2 separate regions of the Sus scrofa genome follow, and region 2 is linked to region 1. Evidence: chromatin contacts called from public promoter capture Hi-C data. All regions are on one chromosome and are shown on one strand. Each heading gives the region's core, a stretch centred on a gene start, on an enhancer-like site or on the middle of the called end of the contact. The rest is flanking DNA. Distances are from core to core; before and after follow the strand shown.

The links. Promoter capture Hi-C pulls out the DNA fragments that hold promoters and counts their contacts.
Region 2: a promoter capture Hi-C map of fetal liver shows a contact between it and region 1, with 4 times the contacts expected there. The contact joins the promoter of DCK here to the promoter of GRSF1 in region 1. A contact is called at or near these places in 3 of 5 promoter capture datasets (fetal liver, fetal skeletal muscle and liver), 13 of 47 Hi-C or Micro-C datasets (embryonic fibroblasts, fetal heart ventricle, fibroblasts and 7 more) and 2 of 2 datasets of contacts at active chromatin or transcription factors (alveolar macrophages and skeletal muscle).

The regions. Positions count from the first base shown.
Region 1 is chr8:67,605,426-67,609,419 of Sscrofa11.1, forward strand. GRSF1 (G-rich sequence factor 1) reads right to left here and starts at 1,997. Exons shown (of 10, transcript XM_003129072.4): 1 at 1,466-1,997. The coding sequence starts at 1,819.
Region 2 is chr8:67,704,439-67,708,432 of Sscrofa11.1, forward strand. DCK (deoxycytidine kinase) reads left to right here and starts at 2,223. Exons shown (of 7, transcript XM_003129074.5): 1 at 2,223-2,676. The coding sequence starts at 2,586.

The sequences.
Region 1 (3,994 bases), core at 747-3,246:
GACCAGGGAAGACAACTCTGATTTGCACTCCACCAGGCTTCATCTACATTAATACTTACATCTAATTTTAAGGAGTCAATGATAAACATAAACCTTTAACAGGGTCTAATACATATTTGATAAGAATGCAACAAGCACTACAATTAATATGGGAAGACAATTTAGGCTTTAACTCAAGTGATTTGGATTCTACTGGGCTAAGGAGAGAGATACTTCACTCCTTTGTATGTTTCCATCATTTCTGTGAAGACACAATTTTATGGAAGCAATAATAAATGTAAACACAGTATAACATTAGTAGAGGCTCAGCAGATATCATTATACTAGTCAAGTTCACAGAAAAGAAAAATCCAGGAGAGAGAATAGCCAGCTCACAAAGGCTTATTAAAGATAGCATGTTTTTTGATAAAGCTAACATTCCCCATTTTCCCAGAATTCCATAAGCATCACAAGCTTCTACAGGAAAGGGCAGCAGAAAGTATTGGGCCAGGATTCAAATCAATTAGCTCAGCCACTGGCAGACAGCAGCCATGCAGATTAGCTTCCCAGTTTCCCTAAATTCAAGGATAAGTACAAAATGGATTAAGAGGAACATGACCCAAGGCATCAGGAACCTTGATAAAGTGTCCTGACATTTCCCAGATGCCACGTAACAAGCAGAAAGCTTCCTACGAGGCACCATAATATTTGCAATCTGAGTAGTTAAACACAACAATGACTTTAAAAAAATACTGTAGACTTACTCCCAGGTCCCCAAACCATGGCCTTTGCCCCAGACGCCGCCTCTCCTCGGTCCCCCTCCCCCATTTTCACAGCCGCCCAAACTGTCCTTCCCAGCGGCGGCGACCCGCGGTCCTAAAGGACCTTCTGTCAAGAGTAAGTGGAGGTGCAACGGTGACCTTCAGTAATTGGGGCAGCCCGCCTTTCCCCGGGGACACGAGCAAGAGGACAGCGCTGGGGACCTGGCTCCTTCCCCACAAACCCAGCCCACGCAAGTATGTGCGTGAACCTAAGCATCAGCGGGCCGAGAGGCTCGCCCAGGCCGCTAGGCCTGGTGCTCGGGCGGCACGCAAAGTCCCAGCCCTCCGCGGGGTCCAGCCTCCCAACTTCACAACCAGCGGGCACACAGCGACAGGGATGCGCGGTGGGGACGTCAGCAGCCTCACAAAACCTACCATGGGCCGGCGGGAAACAAGGCCTCAACATTCACCCCCAGCCACACTTACACTGCCCAACCGACCAGAGACTCGAGAAGAGAACAAAACAAGGAGAACACCCGAGGCCTGGGAGAGCGTCCCTTGTTCTGGGGCCCAATAGGAGGACTGGGCGGGCGGGGGCGGGAGGGGGGTGCGGCGCGTGCCGCGGATCCCCGGGCGCGCACGTGAGGCGCACGCGGGGGGCGCCGGGGCGCGTGCGCGTGGCCGGGGAAGGGTCCCGCGCGCGGCCTCGCTCGGCGTCCACGTACCTGGCAGTAACCCCGCGCCGGACCCGCGGCCGCCGTCAAAGACGGCGATAGCAGAGGGGCGCGCAGGGCCGGGTAGGAGGCGGCAGCCGTCGCGGCGGCGGAGGCGGCCGCGGGGGGAGGCCCCGCCAGCCTCCCGGCAGGGGCAGGCCCGATCTGGAGGCCCCGCGTGTGCGAGGCGGCGGCCGCCGCGGCACCGAGCAGCAGCAGCAGGCGGCGACGGCCCGAGACGCCCGACGGGAAGGAGCCGGCGGTCGAATAAAAGGGCAGGCAGGCGGCGCCGGTGCGCCGGCAGCTGCTGCAGTTGCAGCCGCAGCCCCGGAGCAGCGCCCCGAGCACCCAGCGCGTCCCGGCCATGGACTCTGGAGGCGGCGCAGGGCCTGAAGGCGGCTGCGGCTGCAGCGCGAGCGAAGGGGAAGCGGAATCCAGGGCCGGGGAGGGGTTGCCGGGCACATGCGCCGCGGGTACCGGGGGCAGCGGCGAGTCAGGAGGAGGCGGAGGAGAGCTCGCGGCTCCGCCCGGGCTCCGCCCTCGGGGCGGTGCTGCCCGCGAGCCGGGTGGGGCTGGGGCGCTGCCTCGACCGCCTGGCTGGTGTTTCCCCTGGTGGAAACAGTCCTGAAGGCGACGAACCTTCCCGCTCTGGGCGGCCTGAAACCTGGAACCCGGAGCTACCGACGCCCCGCAATTTACCCCCAGTCCTTTGACGTGGGAGGGGGGCGAAAGGGCTCTTTCTGGAAGGAACTGAGGTACGCCAATTGTAAAAAGAGGTTGGGCTGATAACATCGGCGAAGGTTGAATAACGCCCCCTGCCCCCCCCCCCCAGCTTGAGTGCGGTGCTGAAGGCCAACTTTATTTTGCTTTTTGTTTTTTGTTTTTGTCTTTTTGCCATTTCTTGGGCCGCTCCCGCGGCATATGGAGGTTCCCAGGCTAGGGGTCCAAACGGAGCTGTAGCCGCCAGCCTACACCAGAGCGGGATCCGAGCCGCGTCTGCAACCTACACCACAGCTGACGGCAACGCCAGATCCTTAACCCACTGAGCAAGGGCAGGGATCGAACCCGCAACCTCATGGTTCCTAGTCGGATCTGTGAACCACTGAGCCACGATGGAAACTCCCAACTTTGTTTTAAAATGAAATATATAGATACTCATTCTGTGCTAATAAGATCTAAAGGTAGCCTCCCGCTGTTGGGAAGTTCACTCTAGACCACTTCATGAAAAATCCGTATTAGTACCCGTTTTCACTACTGGAAAGAAATATGCGATTTTCACTTTGATGGGGAAAGGCAAAAATTGAAAATAGCATTGTGTTTGTTTTGTAGCAGCGGCGGTCGAGGCTGAGGTGGTCCCACCGACCTCCCTCCTGGGAAGCTGTACTCAGCGTCTCCCTGCCACGGCTTTGAACTGTGTTTTTGAGCAGCTCTGCTTTATCTCCTTGGCAACCTATGTTCTGGGATAACTGCTTCCTCATCTTATGCCATTTTGGCTCCAAAAGGTTTCTTAGGAACTCTCTGCTTTCAGATAGGGGGTGAAACCTGTGTAACAACGACTAAAGCCTCCCATGAGGATTTCGTGTATTCACAAGTGGACAGGCAGAGGTCTGTCCAAGGACTGGTTGTGCAGTTTCCCTCCTCATGTGTGGAGGACCTGGCTCAGGTTAGTAGGCAAAAGAGAGTTCAGAGACTGAAAAATAGAAAAAGCTAAAAAATTTAGATTTTCTGTTGTGGAAATTCTCAAAGAAAAGTATAATGAATGAACTTTAATGAATTTCAGAAATTATCAACATTTTTCATTCTGGTTTCATTTGTCCTCACCACCACCACCATCCCCCCATTTTTTTCCTTTACTGGAATATTTTAAAGGAAACCCCAAAGATCATGTCAATCACCTTTTCAGTATCCATCTTAAAGTGATAATGACTTTTAAAAAATGGGGGTTCTCATCGTGGCTCAGCAGAAACAAATCCAACTAGGAACCACGAGGTTGCAGCTTCGATCCCTGGCCTCGCTCAGTGGGTTAAGGATCTGGTGTTGCCGTGAGCTGTGGTGTAGGTCTCAGACGAGGCTCGGATCTGGTGTGGCTGTGGCTGTGGCGTAGGTCAGCAGCTGCAACTCCGATTTGACCCCTAGCCTGGGAACCTCCGTGTGCCTTGGGTATGGCCCTGAAAAAGACAAAAAAAAAAGACATTGAGATGAGTTGCACTAAAAAACAAAATTCAACCGAGTGAAATTTAAAGATTTTATTGGCTTTATTCAACAGTTTTTTAATTTGGCAGTGTCCCATCTAACAGATAAAAAGGCGCTCCCAGGAACTGTACAAAATGAAAGACTTTTATAGACAGAAGATGTGGACTAAGGAAGTCATACTAACAAAAAGTGGCTTGGTTTTGTCAAGGTTACTTTCCCTTAGGGGATGGTGGAGGTCTATCAGGAAGATTACCTCACTACTGCTGACCAGGTAATTCTTGATTGACTAGTTTAAGATTCCATTTCTGGGAAAGCCCAAAAGTGTAATTAGGTTTGGTGATGCAAGGC
Region 2 (3,994 bases), core at 973-3,472, 99 kb after region 1:
TGTTTCCACATTTACTTCATTTGTATTTTTGAGGTACACTCTTTAAGCTCGGAGGAACTCAAGTCCTCACAGCAGAAACTGGCAGAACTGGAATTCGAAACCAGTCTTTAAATTTCCAGTGCTTAAACTCTTAATCACTGTACAAGTACTTTTTTTGTGGTTTTTGTTTTTGTTGGGTTTTTTGGGGGGAGGGGGAACCATATTCAGAGATTTGTGCTTCTCAACCTCAAACATCAGATCCATATGGGATTTATTCAGTTCCACTTTCTTCCTATTTGAAGGTCTCTGGGACCCCGCCTTATTTATCTCAGGGTTTTTTCCCTCAAGCTGGGATGTAGAATATAACACCCAGTAGCTTCTCTGGCTTCCTTGCCATACAAATGACTATTCAGGCCTTTTTCATTTTAAGAATCCTGCTATTAAGCACTATAGGGATAAACAAAGGCAATATACATAAATAATAGCATAACAACACAATATTGGAAAGTTACAAAAAATGATTTTTGCTGTTTTCATCCTCGAGTCACATTTTGATTTCTGCCCTTTATTTCAGAACAGCTTCATTTATCTTCCTTGTTGTGATTCCACCTTTAGATTCATTTCAGATCTGATTGACAGTTGTAAGGTAGAAAAGAGTAACAGGGCCTTTGGTTTCTGTAGACAATTTGAACTTGGGCACTTCCAGCCCGGGCAGTGACCTGTTTACTAGGTCTTTACCATGACTGAAAATGAATTCCTCTGGGTGTGTCTGCATTTGTCCCCAATTAGATGAGTCATCCAGCAGAGGACATGGCATATAAGGAAGCACTCAAATATTCAACATACATTTGTTAACCACCAGGTGTAGGGCAAGCAAAGTTAATTAGTTTTATAGTATGCTGAAAAGAAACCTACTCAGTGTGGTGACTTATTCTCATCACTGTAGGAGTGTAGAATTTTTTTCCTCTCAGGCTCTTTGGCTGACCTAATCATTGATGTAAGACAGATTAATAGCAGAAAAGCATTTAATTACATATAAAGTCCCCTTAAAAATATGAGAATCAATGAAATGACCAAAGCGGGAAGCTTTTATACCTTTTAGACAAATAATAAATTTGTGAAGAAGCCACAAGAGGAAGGGTTTGGGCCAGTTGTAGTAAATTGATGAAACAGTAACAAGGTTTATTTATCCAGCCTTCTCTGCCCTGAATTCCCAATCTCTGATAATAAGGATGCTTTCTACCCTCTTGGTACAGGGAGGGTACCTTTTACATGAGAGATTTATTTCCTGCTTTCAGGTAGGAACAAAGGGTCAGAGGTTCTTATTTAATCCAAAATAATATGCCAGAGTGGCATATTCAGGGTGGCATATTCCAACCCCTTCAACGCAAAGCGCCATCCATATCAGGATATGAGAGATCAGGAGGTGGCATCTGAAAACCTAACTTTCTATCCCATTTCCACTCACTGACTTGGAGACTTAACAGTAGCCCCTCAGTGCCTGGCTCCTCACTGATAAAGGAGCTCATGGTGAGATCTGTGGCACCTGATTGCTAGTTAATTCAAGAAAAACGCTGGAAATACCGTCTACACGCAAGAATGCAATTACATTCCCTGAGGGCTGGGGTGCCTAGCGCCATCTAGCCTGCGACAGTCCTCCTGGCTGAGAATTCCTGGGACTCCGTTTTTCTACTACTCATTGCTTCCCTCTGACAAGTTTAAAGTCCAGCTGACTCGGAGTTCCCATCATGGCTCAGTGTTAAAGAACCCGACTAGGAACCATGAGGTTGCGGGTTCCATCCGTGGCCTTGCTCAGCAGGTTAAGGATCTGGTGTTGCCATGAGCTGTGGTCTAGGTCGCAGACCTGGCTCGGATCTGGCGTTGCTGTGGCGTAGGCTGGCGGCTACAGCTCTGATTAGACTCCTGGAAACCTCCATATGACCCCAGAGCGGCCCTAGAAAAGGCAAAAAGACCAAAAAAAAAAAAAAAGACAAAAAAGCCCAACCAATTCGGTCCAGATGCTCTGAGTCCACAGGCCCCACAGGGGAGGGGAGTTCTCCGAAACCCAGCCCACTCCAGGTGACTAGCGAAGGTGACGAGCGAAGGAGACGCCCCCTGCCCCTGGGCGCCCTTCGACCTTGGGTGCCCGCGCCGGTTCCCAGCCAATTCCGGGAACGCCCCTCCGCCCCAGCTTGCTGGGAAAAGGCGCGCCGGCGCGCGCGCGGTCCCGCCCCCCGCTCAGCTCCCGCGGCCCCGTCCCCAGTTCCCGCGTGACCCGACGTGCCGGGCGCGCACGTAGGGGCCCCCCGCCCCAGCCGAAGGGGGCGAAGGCCGAGGGGCCGAGGCGGGATCTCGGGTTTGAGAGAAAGCGGGGGCGTGGCTTCCTCGCTGGGTGGGCGGCCACTCTGCAGCCCCGCCCCCGTCGGCAGCTGACTCCGCGCGCCAAAATCAAACCCGCGGGCCCGCCGTCCGGAGAACCTGCAAGGGGTGAGGGTTCCGCGTGCGGGTCCACACGAGCTCCGCGGTAGCGTGAGCCCCGGCGCGCGCAGTCTGCGGCACCTCCCAGCCCCCTTGCCCAACGCCCTCGGGGCCGCCACGGGCGAGGCATGGCCACCCCCCCCAAGAGGAGCTGCCCGTCTTCCCCAGCCAGCTCAGAGGGGAACCGCATCAAGAAAATTTCCATTGAAGGGAACATCGGTAAGGAGCCTCGGGAAATGTTGGTCCAAAAGCGGGGGTAGTCACGGCGGCGACGGCTGCTGAAGCACGCCCTCGCCGCGTCGCTTCTGTGGGGGCTTTCCGCCCTGCCTAGTGCTGTGTGTGGATGCGGACGCGCCTTCAGGCTTGTGCCTCCGAAAGCATCCTTCTCTGCCTTCCCCAGCTTCCCTCCCGGCCGGGGGTGGCAGCTCTGCGCGTTAGGCCCCAGGCCCGCGAGCCCTAGGAAGCGCGCCTCGGGTTCTTTTCATCCTCTTTGTTGGGACCGCGCACAAGGAAGGGTTTTTGGTTTTGTTTCTGTTTTATTTTTATTTATTTATTTTTAGGATGCGTGTTTGTGTCAGTTCTTGAGGTGTAGTTTACATAGGTTAAATTGTCCCTTTTTAGGCATACTTCTTACTCTATGAGGTTTTTTTTGTTTTTTGTCTTTTTGCTATTTCTTTGGGCCGCTTCCGTGGCATAAGGAGGTTCCCAGGCTAGGGGTCGAATCGGAGCTGCAGCCACCAGCCTACGCCAGAGCCACAGCAACGCGGGATCCGAGCCGCGTCTGCAACCTATACCACAGCTCACTGCAACGCCGGATCATTAACTCACTGAGCAAGGGCAGGGACCGAACCCACAACGTCATGGTTCCTAGTCGGATTCGTTCACTACTGCGCCACGACGGGAACTCCCCCTCTATGAGGTTTGACAATGTTTTACTACCACCACCAAGATTGAGTCAGAACGTTTCCATCACTGCACAAAGTCCTTCTTGCTCTTTTGTCGTCAGCCCCCTCTCCGTTCCTACCCCCTGGCAAGCACTGATCTGATTTCTATTCCTGTCAAGTTTTGCCTTTTCCAGAATGTCATATAAATGAAATCTAAGCATGTAGCCTTTGGTGTCTTGCTTCTCAAATTTAGCGAAATGTTTTTAGATTTATTCATGTCACTTGTACCTGTGGTTTGTTCTTTTTTGTTGCTGAGTGGTATATCCATTGCATGGATATACTACAGTTTATTTCTTCCTAGTTGTGGACTTTTGGATTGTTTCCAATAATTAGATTATGAATAAAACTGCTGTGAACATTCAGGTACAAGGCAAGAGGTTTTGTCATTTTGTAAGACACATGAACTCTCGATTCCTCTCTATTTCCTACCACAGTAAACCTGTGCCTGATACTTCCTGTTTTGATAGGATTTTTTTTGGTCCCAAGTTAGGTACTGGCCATTCATGCATATAGGGGATGTTTTTAAACTCTTACCACCTTCAAAACACTGTAGTTCTCGAAAAAGGCAATGCAAAGTTGCTTTAGCAGCATTC